Linked DNA regions of Mus musculus: all the other regions are linked to region 2. Evidence: chromatin contacts called from public Hi-C and HiChIP or PLAC-seq data. All regions are on one chromosome and are shown on one strand. The core of a region is the stretch at or near the end of the contact, and the rest is flanking DNA. Distances in the headings are between cores, read along the strand shown. Region 1 has its middle 95 kb from the start of Gm41257. Region 2 overlaps 5430437J10Rik (RIKEN cDNA 5430437J10 gene). Region 3 overlaps Gm41258 (a long non-coding RNA gene).

Region 1 (4,713 bases), core at 1,225-3,724, 170 kb after region 2:
CAGAGGACAGTCTCTCATTCTTTGCTTGTTTGTTTTGTTTATCTTTTGTTTTGATAGTCTAATTACACAGACCAAGTTAGTCTGAAATTCACAGTGTGATCCAAGCTGGTCCTGAACTCTTGATCCCCCTACTTCAGTTTCTCAACTACTAGGATTATAAGCATGTGTCACTTCACTGAGAAGGATACATCTCAGTAACTCTATCTAAATCTAATTCTTAATACTTTCCAAACCTCAGCTACGCTACACTTGGAGGAAAATATTTTTGCATTAGACAGTTTGTAGAACTAAGAAGTCTCAGATACCTAGTTCATAAAAGCATATTGCTTCTTTCCTTACAGACATAACTAGATGTTATCTTGCAAAAATAATAAATATATATAAACATATATGTGCATATATATGACATGCAATCTGAAGTGTTAAGTCTTTGCTTGAAACACTGCATGCACCAAAAGCTGGTTTTATTGGTTCGTTATTCTAGCTCAAAATTACTCCAAGACAATTTATCTCACACTTTTCTTAAGCTGGTTTTGGCCCAAGCAAGTTGGCTAAGATTGTGCAAATAATCTTCTGCTTTAATTCTTTTGTTGTTTTTTATTTTGTTCACGGTTCTCTTTAAGGTCAGTGCAGAATGATTTATCCAAGCGAATCATTTATCTCTGCAGTGGCTGAACCAGAGTTAAGTTGTATCATTCTTTACTCAGTGTTGCTAATGCCCCGTCATTAACCATAAACCACCTGGGATTTTGCAGCTCTGTTGTGTATTCCTGGTTGCCATGCTAGAATAGAGGTCCACGGGCAGAATTAAGCACTTGCTTGTTACTGTCATGCAGGAGGGGAGACTGAATTTTCCAGGACCTTTGGTCTTGAGATCAGAGGGTTTGCCCACAAGGCTCATGCACGAGCTTCTGTAATTATGAACAGCGGCAGGCGAGCAGGAGCATTGCAGCACACTCTGTCTTCTTCCCCATGAACAGGCTATTTATTCTTAAGGAGAAAAATGACCAGAGAAAGGCTAACAAGCTGCCAAACATGTAATATCTACCATTAGCTCCAAAACACAGAATTCATTGAAGTTTTGGTTTCATGGGAGGAAAAAAAAAGATTTTCACGTAAAAGAGTTCTTCTAACCCTTGCTGTTCACAGCCTGCCACTTGGCAATTCCTTCTGGTTATCCCCTACTTTCTTGTGTTTATTCATTTATTTCCACTCAAGTATTCAGTAGCAAGACAAACAGTAGAATAAAGTGTTCTCAAAGTTAGTTTCCAAAGCACACCAATTTCCAGAGATACTCCAAGATTTCCATACAATTGAATCTTAGTTGTATGCTTTTATAGTTTTCAAGAATTGGTGGAGATTAGTGTGCTGTTTTTCTCAGTTGAATGCGTTGCTCCGGGCATTTTCCCTCATATTCTGTTCTGTGCACTGTTTATCAGCATTCAGCCATTCTATGAGGCCATTATTTATGCTATAAGTTTACTTTCTTAGCTACTTTAAGTTAAATTTAGCAGTGGTGGGTGATTCTGCAAAAATGACTCTGACTTTCTGAAGTTCTTCCACCTGAGCATGTCTGGGTGTTTACATTTCTTTCTGCTTACAATTCCTAACAAAATCTCTTTCCTCAAGGCCACCTCTAATCTCATTCCTCCATGAAAACCTTTCATTGACATCTCATTGCCTAATGCACAATATCCCAGCCCAGAGGCAGCAGAGCACAAGATCGTGCTGTGAGCTGCAACAGCACTTTGCTCTTGTGTGAAACTGACCGACTCCACACTTGGAAGTTCATGTGTGTAATCACAACACACAGAAAAAAAGAAAGTGCACATTTTACTCATAATGCATTCCTAGAATCTATGTGATTCATGTTCCCAAGGAAGCCACATTAAATTATTTGTGTCACTGCAAGCTGCAAACATTAAACAAGCTAAATTACAGCTAGTAGGTACAATTTTGAGCAAATAAAGCTGTAAATATGTACCTTAGAATTTCTGTATATAACAAAATTGTTTTTCATGCCAAAAAGGAAATATTATCAAATACTGTCATTATGGTTATAAGGAACTGTTGTCTGTTTGCATTTAATATGATTCTAGAATATTTTACTTAAATTTAATATTCATACTACAAACTCTAAAGAGTTTTTTAATGCTGATCATAATTAATACCTCCTAGGAGCTTCAAGAGAAGCTACTGACTCAGGGTTAGAATTAGATCTGACTCTGTGTAAAGCAAATATGCATGTGGCTTGGCCAAACTACAATCCCATAGAATTTGACACCTCAAACTTGATACAGATTAGTCGTCCACTGAACATTGAAATCACCACTGCTAAACAGAAAATTAAAAAGTATGAAATATCGAAGGAAAAGAAGGAAAAACTCAACCAACAAAGTTACATCATATGGGCAAGTCCCAGCCCAGAAATAGAGAACAAAAACCAGGAACACAAAACGCCAAGACCGTGCATTACCCCTAATGGAGAGAGGGGCTGGGCCTACAACAGGAGCATGAGTAATTTATACAGTATTGCTGATATTATACTTCTTGACCTAACCACTGGTTGCATAAGCTTATTTAGTATCTAGTAATGTATATAGTTTTCAAAACATTCACTGGGCATTAGACTACATTGCCATGAAAACAATTTCATGCAGGCAAGAGTATATGAGCATTTGAGCACATTCCCCTCCATGCTTCCTAACCTCTCATTCCCCACCCTCGCTCCCTCCTGCCCCCAAGCATCCCTTTTGTTCTCCTAGAGAGTCTTGTTTCTACTTTCCCATAATACATAGGTACATGATTTTATACCTCTACATAAAACCTGGGAACCACAAATAGAAGGAAAAAACGTATTTTTCTTTCTGAGATGATCTTAATCAGTTAATATGATTATCTACTGTGGGATAGGTCTGCAATTCTTTTTTTTCTTTTTTTTTTCTTTTGTTTGTTTGTTTGTTTGTTTGTTGTTTTGAGACAGGGTTTCTCTGTATAGCCCTGGCTGTCTTGCAACTCACTCTGTAGACCAGGCTGGCCTCTAACTCAGAAATCCTCCTGCCTCTGCCTCCCAAGTGCTGGGATTAAAGGCGTGCGCCACCACTGCCCGGTGGGTATGCTCTTCTAACAGTGTATTTTGATTTAAGATGTTTTTAAAAGATCCATGAAATCAAAGAAACCTTCCACTGCGACGTGGAAAATGCAACCTCTGAAAGGTCCTGTGTATCTCCATCAAGTCCCCAATTGAAACATGACTAATGAAAAAGCACAGATAAGCCAAGAGTCAACCACTTGAGCTGGACAACCTTTGTTCTTATTTTTTGTAATGTACTTCATTGCTGGATACATTCAGACAGGGGCTGTTAGAACACTAGGGATGAAAGGAAGTTACCATCTCAGACCACACACTGCACCAAGTAGTTGCCATGAGAGAACGTATTTGGGAAAAGAGCTCTGATCATACCTAAGTGACAGCTTGTCTCCTAGAAATTCGCTGTGGCCTCATCACTGTGAAAGTATGTTCCCCATGCTCACCATCACTTCCCCAAAACTGTTTTTTCTTTATCTGCTCTAAAGTTCGGGAACAAGCATTTTACCAACGCTTCTGGCACTGGAACCCTGTACTTCCCAGTGCGGAAGCACCAGCTCATTGCAGTGGTAACAGCTGGATGCTTGGAACATGTTCGCAAGGGACTATGCTGATCCTTCAAGTCTGGACTCTCTGCAGTTCCCAAAGAGCATATTTCTGAGATCATGTTATCTAGTTCAAGAGTCAAGCATACAGTCACTGTGGCCAGGAAGTTCAACAGGAACAAGATAAAAAAAAATGATAAATAGCCATGAAAATGTGTTTGTTGAGTGAAATAGCCAAGAAAATGTGTTTGTTGAGTGGGGTCTTGTTCCTTTGACCAAAATATAAAAAGCCCCTTTTATATAATCAGTCCTGGCAAGAATTCAACTTCCTTCTTCATGGAAATAAATGAGTACAAGAACTCACTACTGACTAAAATTTTTAATTACTTCTAGAACATTCTGCTATACAGTTCGTAGGTCCTTGCACACATTTTCCAGAAAATCATGTCTTGACATATTAAACAAACCTGTGAAACTAAGCCTATGGTTAAAGCATGATTTACCCTTACAAACATATTCCTCTTAACTTCACAGGCACAGAAAGCACTAAGATTTGAAGAATAGTTAAGTCATTTGTGCGAAAACCTTAGCTCTACCATCAAGTTAAAAGGACTTAACAAGGATCATGAAACTAATGCAAGCTTAAGCTGAGGCTGGAATCCAGGATTGTTAATTTCTAAAATACCTCAGTCACACCACATCAGGATGCCTTTAACTCATGAGCAATTACATGAAGTAATGACAGTCCAGCTTAGTGGGTTGTGCGTTGTTGCCCAATCAGAGCCAAGGGCTAGAAGCCACAGAGTAAAGTGAATTCTCTATGAACTGGATACTCTTCACAGAGAGGTATGACCTGTCAGACGTGTCTGATGTATATGCACCCACTTGAATTCCTACTACACTTGTTACACCTTAAGAAGCTAATATAAGGAAAAAATGAAATATACATGTCATGTGAATACACATATGTCCTCCCATTCTAGCATGCCACTTGGATTCTATGATGAAATTCAAGACATGAAGCCAGAGAGGTGGGTCATTGTAGTGGTTAAGCATGCTACTGCTCTTCTAGAAGACCCA
Region 2 (4,618 bases), core at 507-3,006:
TGGATAGGATGAGGAGATGAGTGGGATTGAATTGCATGATGGGAAATTCACAAAGAATTAATAGAAAGTTTTTTATAAAAGAAGGTTGGTATATGTCTATGTTTTTAACCCATGTTTATCATGAACCATCGTGTGGGGCAGATGTCTGATTAAGGTAAAGCACTTGAGGTAGAAAAACAGGAAGGAACACAGGAAGGGAAAGAAGGAGGCAGGAGGGAGGAAGGGAGGAAAGGTAGAAAAACTTTGTCACATCTTGAAGAACTCCAAGTTAAGACCCAAACCAGAGTAGCTTACCAAAAGTATAGTTTAGAAGACGTCGTGCATGCATAGGACAGGTATGTACAGTGGGAGAAAAATCAACCTTTAACTCTTATGCTTGTACTTCCAGAAGTCCCTGGATAAGTTACAAATGTCCTCCTCAATGGGTACACCATATAGCTTCATCAAGATTTCTTGGTCACTGGAAGACTGCAACAGTCTTCTGAAGGAGTAGGCCTAACTTTAGTACCAAGGTAGCAGAAAGTAGACACCGTGTGAAGGAGCCAAAGGCAGTGAAGAGCAGTGTCGTCTCTTTCTTCAACACTTCAAAGGAATTCGGAGTAATAGCTACCTCTTTAAGCAGGCCGATAACTCGATGTTATCATCTTAAAGGCCCCAGAGGGACAGAGAAAAGTTAGGTCGAACTCCCTGGCAATGCTGGCACACTTCTGATTCACCTGAACACCACCCACAGGCCAGAGAAGAAATGGTAACTCTCCAGAGCTTTCTTCTCACATTAAAAGAATGTTAAGCAATCTTATTTGAGAGGACCTGTGGCCACTGTCCCACTAGGAACTGCTTTATGAATTCTGGACTGTGCTATTAAGACAAACGATGAACTTCGGTGTGTACTAAAGTCAGAAAGAGCCAGGCAGCCCTTGGGATAAAATTTCATAGCCACACAACTAGAGACATATTTGGTAAAAAAGAAAAAAAGGATGTCAGGGGGATTTCCAAAATCTCCTAACTGGAGGACAATCATAGCGGTGAGTTTGTGGGGAGAGTCGACCAATCACGGAGCTCTAGCTTGTGTTTTAAGGAAAAGGAAACTTGATTACCAGGAAAAAAAAAAAAAAAGTAAGTGTCAAGAAGGGACCCAACAATAATTAGTCCTGTTGTGAGGGGGAAATGCTTCTCAGAAAGCCATTTCACATCAAACGCCAATGTGGCCTCCTATCAAACCTCACTGTTCATGTTTTTTTTCAGATCTCTGAACAAGTTGAATGGAGTGGTTTCCCTTTCAACTACATTATAAAGCGTTTTCAAAGGCTTGTGCTATCTCCATTTGTAGTATCTGATAGTGAAGGGGCAGAGTTCATTTTTAGCCAATAAAATAACTCTTCATGAGGTTGTGAATTTGAGCCCAGACAAGCCACAAAAAGTACAGACTCAACTAGACGTTCAAAGTTCCTAAAACGCACACATACATCACTGCGAACAGTAAATACAGGAAGCACAGACCATTCTTCAGCCCTGGTCTCAGTTTTGATGAACTGTTTTGCCATGAAGAATCTTCCCTCAGACGGCTTGCACTAGAAAGAAAAGGACAAAAATACCCAGCCCTGGCTTTCTCACGGGGCAAACCTTTTCCTTTCTCTGTGTGAAAACTTCAAGGGTTTCTGATTGCCCACAAAAATTTTACAAGCTAGTCCCACAACATAATGTGACTTTTTAAAGAACAAGGAAGTGCAAGGGCCTCTCGCAGGCAGCGGCAGTGTGTTTAACTGCTGGTGTTAGCCACAGCAGTATGACCTCTGCTTAGAGCAGCTTTGACCACCAGTCATCAGCTCTGGGGAGAGACATACCCAATGTGACACAGGAAAGAAGTGTCAACTGTGGTAAGTCATGGCTGAGACCTATGGAGAATGAAACCCGTCACCAAAGTAGATCCAAAGCATAGGAAGGGTCCAGAATTCTCCATTTGGCAAAGTCAAATACAGGCATTATCTTCCTGACCTTGCTAGCAAACAAGGATACTGATGTGATAGAGAAACCTGAGAAGGGTATTGAATTTTGTTCTGTGACGGATTGAACCCAAGGCCTAACATCTGCCACTAAAGCTACATCTCCAGCTTTAGCAACAATGTGAATTTCCCTTCACATTTGATATATTTAAACATTACAGCATGCATGTAAGATACACGTTCTCTTTGTATATTATAAGCACCAATATTTTCTCTCAAATTTTGTGTGATACAAACCAAGATTATTTTTTATTCTTCACCAATTTTGTATATGTACACACTGAACTTGGGGGGCATTTTCACACCTTCTTATGTATTTCTTATCCATCCCATCTTATCTTCTCTTTCTCTTATCTCTTGCTTTGTCTCCTGAAACCTTTTTTCTTTCCAACAAGGCCCCTCCTACTTTGATGACATTTCTTTCTTATCCAATGGATTTAGTTATAGTTGCTTGAATGGGTATGAGTGGAGGGTCATTAACTGGAATATAGACAACTTACCAGTGGATATACTGACACAGAAAATGAACTCTTTCCCCCCAAACCTATTAACTGGCTGTAGTCCTTCAGTGAGGGGTGAAGCCTCAGGAGCCTCCAACAGGTACTAGAGGAAAGTGAGGTTCCAGTCTTGTGTAGGTCTTAGGTGGGTAACACTACTGCAGTGAGTTCACACGTGCAAACACTGTGTTGTGTCCAGAAGATATTATTTTTAAAGCTGCTTTATGCTTTATTTTCTGTGTGTGCATATAAGGAGAGGTGTTACTGTGTAGGGTTGTGCATACATGTGAACACGTTCACTATATGTAGAGATCAGAAAACAACTTACAGGAACTGGTTCTCCCCTACTGGCCATATGGATCGTAGAAAGAAATCTAGGTCATCAGGCTCAGCATCAGAGTCATGTTATTGTCCCATAGGAAATCTTCTTAGCACTCCATGCCAAACTCTGGCTCTTAAATATGTCCTCCCATCTCCTTCCACAGTGGTCCTTGAGCCTCATCATGGGTAGAATAGAGAGATCTGGTTGAGGAACAAGCACTCTCTGACTATTTACTCTCTGGAGTGTGACTAGTTGTAGATCTCTAAACTAGCTGTTGCCTGCTGCAAAAAGAAACTTAGACTTAGAACAGCACTGATCTATGAGTATAAACCTAAGCATTTGGAGGACAGTTGAATACCATGCCCATGTAAGATAACAGTCACAAGTCAAGAAAGTCTTCTAAACTTATTTCTATTGGAGAAAACACTGACATAGTCCATCTTCTTTGAGAGACATGGACAGAAGACATGCTTTGGGATGCTTAGCATCACTTCAGTGTCTGCTTTCTTCAATAAGTTAACTTTAACAAGTGCACCTTTAGCAAGCTAATAATTTTTATCTCCTTGTGGCAAAAAAAAAGGAGGATAGCCCATCCACACGTAGAAGATGACAGCCTTGAGGTGAGATCATCTTGGATTGCATGTTCTTAAATAGCTGGTATCTACTCAGTCAGGGTCAGGACTGATTTTTCTTCTAACTAGCAGGCCATCATTTTAAAAATATTCCTCCATTGCAAAAGTGAGATCTAATCCCCTGCTCATGCGTGTGTTCTATCTTGCAAGCACTATGATGAACTATGTGGCAGAAACAACATTCTACCAACACTGGCTCTTAACTCTAAGAGAAACTGCAGTTTCAGCTTACCTTTATTTTAAGAGCATTGAATGCCACATTAGAAATCTCCCTGGTATTTCAGAGCCCATTTGGTGATGCCATGACATGATATATAAAGATAAGGCCAGCTATCAACCCCAGTCTGGTAGTAAACCTTACCAAACAGAGGTAACGTGCATCCATTAAGGAACAACACACAATCTCTGAGATGTGTATATACATTAAAACACCAAGAATTCCCAAACATGTACACCTTGACACACTCCAAACTTAGTGATTAGGTGAAAAGCAGATTCCTTAGTTATGTATGTACCATGATATGCTCACCAAGAAAAGAAAAGCTAAAGAGACAAGACATAGCACTGCCTGTCAGAGAGACTTTCTGATGCAGGTTGTGTAGCATGGCCTTCTGAAAGCTATATATGGGGTTGGAGAGGCAGCTCAATGGATAAAGAGCACTTGCTGCTCTTCCACAGAAATAGAGTTCCATTTTAAGGATCCATGCCAAATGACTCACAAAAATGATGCCTAAAATTCCAGCTCCAGGATATTCAGAGTCCCCTTTTGGTCTCTGAAGGTACATGCATGCATATCACACACACACCACATGAGACACTCTCTGAGGGGGAAGAACAGAACATGGTATTTTCTATTTCTAACATTTGTGAACTTTCAGATTCTCTGATCAAAGTTTATTGCAGAAGATCCCTGAGACCCCTGGAAACGGACAAATTAGAAAGTCAGAAATAAAAGAGAGAATTTCAGATGCTTTGGGTATTGAGGTGTGATTTCTTTTTTCTTTCTTTCTGGCAAGCACCCACCCTTCTTTTAACTTTTTGTCCTTTCACTTTGTACTGCAATAAGCTCATCTTGGTGAATAGATTGCTAAAGATTTAATAACTGTCATACTTATTCGTTGTAATGTCTTTGTTCTCATATAAAATCTTTTAAAACTATTGTAA
Region 3 (4,299 bases), core at 1,584-4,083, 180 kb before region 2:
AACTCCCCTTTGAGAAATCTGTGCAATAAGCAAATTTATGAGCCAAAATATTGGGGTAAGTTAACAATATCTGTAAATGATCAGATCAAAAAATGATAGAACATTCAGAGGTTTAGAAGCAACTATATTTGAACTTAGCCATGCTGACTGGTATGAGGTGGAATCTTGGGTTGCTTCAATTTGCATTTCCCTGATGATTAAGGATGCTAAACATTTTTTCAGGTACTTCTCAGCCATGCTGCATCCTTTCATCTCAGCTCCAAACTGTGTCTCTGTAACTCCTTCCATGGGTGTTTTGTTCCCAAATCTAAGAAGGGGCAAAGGGTCCAAACTTTGGTCTTCGTTCTTCTTGAGTTTCATGTGTTTTGCAAATTGTATCTTGTGTATTCTAAGTTTCTGGGCTAATATCCACTTATCAGTGAGTGCATATCAAGTGAGTTCTTTTGTGATTGGGTTACCTCACCCAGGATGATGCACTCCAGGTCCATCCATTTGCCTAGGAATTTCATAAATTCATTCTTTTTAATCGCTGAGTAGTAGTCCATTGTGTAAATGTACCACATTTTCTGTATCCATTCCTCTGTTGAGGGGCATCTGGGTTCTTTTCAGTTTCTGGCTATTATAAATAAGGCTGCTATGAACATAGTGGAGCATGTGTCCTTCTTACCAGTTGAAACACCTTTTGGATATATGCCCAGGAGAGGTATTGCTGGATTCCCTGGTAGTACTACGTCCAATTTTCTGAGGAACCGCCAGACTGATTTCCAGAGTGGTTGTACAAGCTTGCAATCCCACCAACACTGGAGGAGTGTTCCTTTTTCTCAATATCCTCGCCAGCGTCTGCAGTCACCTGCATTTTTGATCTTAGCCATTCTGACTGGTGTGAGGTGGAATCTCAGGGTTGGTTTGATTTGCATTTCCCTGATGATTAAGGATGCTAAACATTTTCTCATGTGCTTCTCAGCCATTCAGTATTCCTCAGGTAAGAATTCTTTGTTTAGCTCTGAGCCCCATTTTTAATGGGGTTATTTGATGTTCTGGAGTCCACCTTCTTGACTTCTTTATATATATTGGATATTAGTCCCCTATCTGATTTAGGATAGGTAAAGATCCTTTCCCAATCTGTTGGTGGCCTTTTTGTCTTATTGATGGTGTTTTTGCCTTGCAGAAGCTTTGCAATTTTATGAGGTCCCATTTGTCGATTCTCTATCTTACAGCACAAGCCATTGCTGTTCTATTCAGGAATTTTCCCCCTGTACCCATATCTTCGAGGCTTTTCCCTACTTTATCCTCTATAAGTTTCAGTGATTCAGGTGACAGCAGATGCTGGGAGGATGTGGAGAAAGAGGAAGACTCCTCCACTGTTGGTGGGATTGCAAGCTTGTACAACCACTCTGGAAATCAGTCTGGCAGTTCCTCAGAAAATTGGACATAGTACTACCGGAGGATCCCCAATATCTCTCCTGGGAATATATCCAGAAGATTTTCCAACTGGTAAGAAGGACACATGCTCCACTATGTTCATAGCAGCCTTATTTATAATAGCCAGAAGCTGGAAAGAACCCAGATGCCCCTCAACAGAGGAATGGATACAGAAAATGTGGTACATTTACACAATGGAGTACTATTCAGCTATTAAAAACAATGAATTTATGAAATTCCTAGGCAAATGGATGGACCTGGAGGGCATCATCCTGAGTGAGGTAACCCAATCACAAAGGAACTCACACAATATGTACTCACTGATAAGTGGATATTAGCCCAGAAACTTAGAATACCCAAGATATAAGATACACTTTGCAAAACACAGGAAACTCAAGAAGAAGGAAGACCAAAGTGTGGACACTTTGCCCCTTCTTAGAATTGGGAACAAAACACCCATGGAAGGAGTTACAGAGACAAAGTTTAGAGCTGAGATGAAAGGATGGACCATCTAGAAACTGCCATATTTGGGATCCATCCCATAATCAGCTTCCAAACGCTGACACCATTGCATACACTAGCAAGATTTTGCTGAAAGGACCCTGCTATAGCTGTCTCTTGTGAGACTATGCCGGGGCCTAGCAAACACAGAAGTGGATGCTCACAGTCAGCTACTGGATGGATCACAGGGCCCCCAATGGAGGAGCTAGAAAAAGTAACCAAGGAGCTAAAGGGATCTGCAACCCTATAGGTGGAACAACAATATAAACTAACCAGTACCCCCCAGAGCTCGTGTCTCTAGCTGCATATGTATCAAAAGACGGCCTAGTCGGCCATCAGTGGAAAGAGACCCATTGGTCGTGCAAACTTTATCTGCCTCAGTACAGGGAAATGCCAGGGCCAAGAAGTGGGAGTGGGTGGGTGGGGGAGTAGGTGAGGGAATGTGTGGGGGACTTTTGGGATAGCATTGGAAATGTAAATGAAATAAGTACCTAATTAAAAAATAAAATAAAATAACAAAAAAAGAAGCAACTATATAAGCTTCTAATTTTCACAAATATCTAAAGTAATTCAACAATTTAATATTGGTCACATAAGCACAGGAGAGAGAAATTTCAAAACAAAACATACTGTAATGCTATGACAAGCAGTAATAATACTTCATATTCTACTTTCTAGGAAGAGAGCGTGCTAAAACAAGAAAAATGGGAAAATATTGGAAGAGCCATCACATTAGTGAAGCCAGTCTCTGAACAGGGCTAGGAGAGAAGATTCCCACAGCACCCAGGCCTATGCACTGACACCTCAACGTTTTAAACCCCAAAGTGTCAAAGGTGTTGGGGGTGATGTACTGTCTCTCAGGCCTCTGAATAACAGTTTCAAGTCAGAAAGGGGTTTTCCACATTAGCCGCAGCTGACCACAGCTGACTAATGAGCTCCCTCACTTCCTAGCTACCTTCTTCGCTGGTTGATGTTCTCACCAATGGAGATGTTTACTGTATTTTGGGCATCCTAGGCTCTTCATTAGCCACATGTTCACTTAACACACTAAAATTTGTTAACATTTCTGGTGCATAAGTTCTTCCAATGTAAACTGCATACCATGAAGACTCTCCTCTTGCTAACTACATGTAGCTGAAATAGAGTGCTGGGACATGCCAAATGAATATTAGTCTGAAATATGAAGGAAGACATGCTGTTAAAACAGATACAAGCATTATTCTTTTAACACTTTGCTAGCTATTAAGTGATGAGACTATTGATTTTACATTTTGTTTACATTCATGAAAATTATAATATGGGTAATTCTGTTTACTTACCCAATGAATTTCCTAAGGACCCTTTTTAAAAACATATAATATTCAGCGAACCTGTTTCCCTCATCCTCCTCTCTCCCTGCCCAGCCTCCTGTCAGTCACTGCCATTTCCATAAACAACTATGCTTCTACTTTTCTAACATAGGTAATTGTGTCTTCTCTTTTCTATAATTTGAAACTCTGGGTACACTATCTTCCATTTGAAAAATTACACTTTATTACGTATTCCATAAGAGACAAAATTTTCTTCTTCTTTTTCTTGCCTCTGTGATGGTGTGCCATACTACCATTTAAGCCATGGGTGCACTTCCAAAAGCTTAGGGCTACTCCTTTGTCATATTTCTAAGCAACAAAAAATGTCTTTTAGCCCAAGAAGCTTTTTTCTGTCATATTTTTTTCTCAAAAAGGAGCAGAATGCATTTCCAAGTATGTAGTATTAATGTTACCTGTTTCTAAGAACATTTAAGATAATATTTAGATTGAAGAACCAACATTCATACATACAATCTAAGTTGTGGAAGAAAAGTTCAATCACAGAGAGAGAGAGAGAGAGCGAAAGAGAGAGAGAGACAGAGAGACAGAGAGACAGAGACAGAGAGACACAGAGAGATAGAGACAGAGAGACAGAGACAGAGAGACAGAGACAGAGAGACAGAGAGTTTTCTCTCTCAGTATTATAAAAAGAAGCCAAAAGCCGATATTTAAATTGGTAGATCTGAGTTTTAGGCTGTGAATCTATCTAGCCTTGGCTGTGGAAACCACATATACCTACAACTGAGTTACTTGGTCTGCATAATAAGAGGAAATAGAAACAGGCTGTAGATATAAACCACAAAGATCTTCATGATGAGAATGATGAGAATAAAGCTCTAAGAAAATCATCATAAGAGACCTTCAGGGCTAAGAAATTATACAAAAGAGACATTATTGATTTCATGGAAACAAATAAAAAGGGATCAAATATCTACATACAAGATCTGTCAATTCCTCTACATTCTCTTTACATCTACATACTAGATCTGTCAGTTCCTCTACATCCCCTTTACAGGGCTCCTAGGCT

Evidence for each region. A called contact is a pair of places that touch in the nucleus more often than the background predicts. HiChIP or PLAC-seq counts read pairs in DNA pulled down with a chosen protein or histone mark.
Region 1: a contact with region 2 is called in an H3K27ac HiChIP or PLAC-seq map of bone marrow-derived dendritic cells, with 2.7 times the contacts expected there. The contact joins two enhancer-like sites. A contact is called at or near these places in 3 of 484 Hi-C or Micro-C datasets (bone marrow-derived dendritic cells, group 2 innate lymphoid cells and uterus), 3 of 115 datasets of contacts at active chromatin or transcription factors (CD8 T cells, bone marrow-derived dendritic cells and embryonic stem cells) and 1 of 9 other capture datasets (bone marrow-derived macrophages).
Region 3: a Hi-C map of natural killer cells shows a contact between it and region 2, with 3 times the contacts expected there. The contact joins two enhancer-like sites. A contact is called at or near these places in 1 of 15 datasets of contacts at CTCF or cohesin (CD8 T cells), 2 of 484 Hi-C or Micro-C datasets (CD8 T cells and natural killer cells) and 2 of 115 datasets of contacts at active chromatin or transcription factors (CD8 T cells and effector CD8 T cells).

What each region holds. Positions count from the first base shown.
Region 1 is chr15:5,346,847-5,351,559 of GRCm38.p6, reverse strand. It overlaps the pseudogene Gm46496. Among named protein-coding and RNA genes, the nearest start is that of Gm41257, 95 kb to the right of the region's middle. Within about 2 kb of position 2,474, at least 22 of the 459 cell types and tissues checked have an H3K27ac peak or open chromatin away from gene starts, as enhancers often do. A contact at or near this core is called in bone marrow-derived dendritic cells and bone marrow-derived macrophages, where this site is marked.
Region 2 is chr15:5,514,544-5,519,161 of GRCm38.p6, reverse strand. All of the region lies in intron 1 of 5430437J10Rik (RIKEN cDNA 5430437J10 gene), which reads right to left. Among named protein-coding and RNA genes, the nearest start is that of 5430437J10Rik, 21 kb to the right of the region's middle. Within about 2 kb of position 1,756, at least 91 of the 459 cell types and tissues checked have an H3K27ac peak or open chromatin away from gene starts, as enhancers often do. A contact at or near this core is called in CD8 T cells, bone marrow-derived dendritic cells, bone marrow-derived macrophages and 2 more, where this site is marked.
Region 3 is chr15:5,693,740-5,698,038 of GRCm38.p6, reverse strand. All of the region lies in intron 2 of Gm41258 (a long non-coding RNA gene), which reads right to left. Among named protein-coding and RNA genes, the nearest start is that of Gm41258, 22 kb to the right of the region's middle. Within about 2 kb of position 2,833, at least 13 of the 459 cell types and tissues checked have an H3K27ac peak or open chromatin away from gene starts, as enhancers often do. A contact at or near this core is called in CD8 T cells, effector CD8 T cells and natural killer cells, where this site is marked.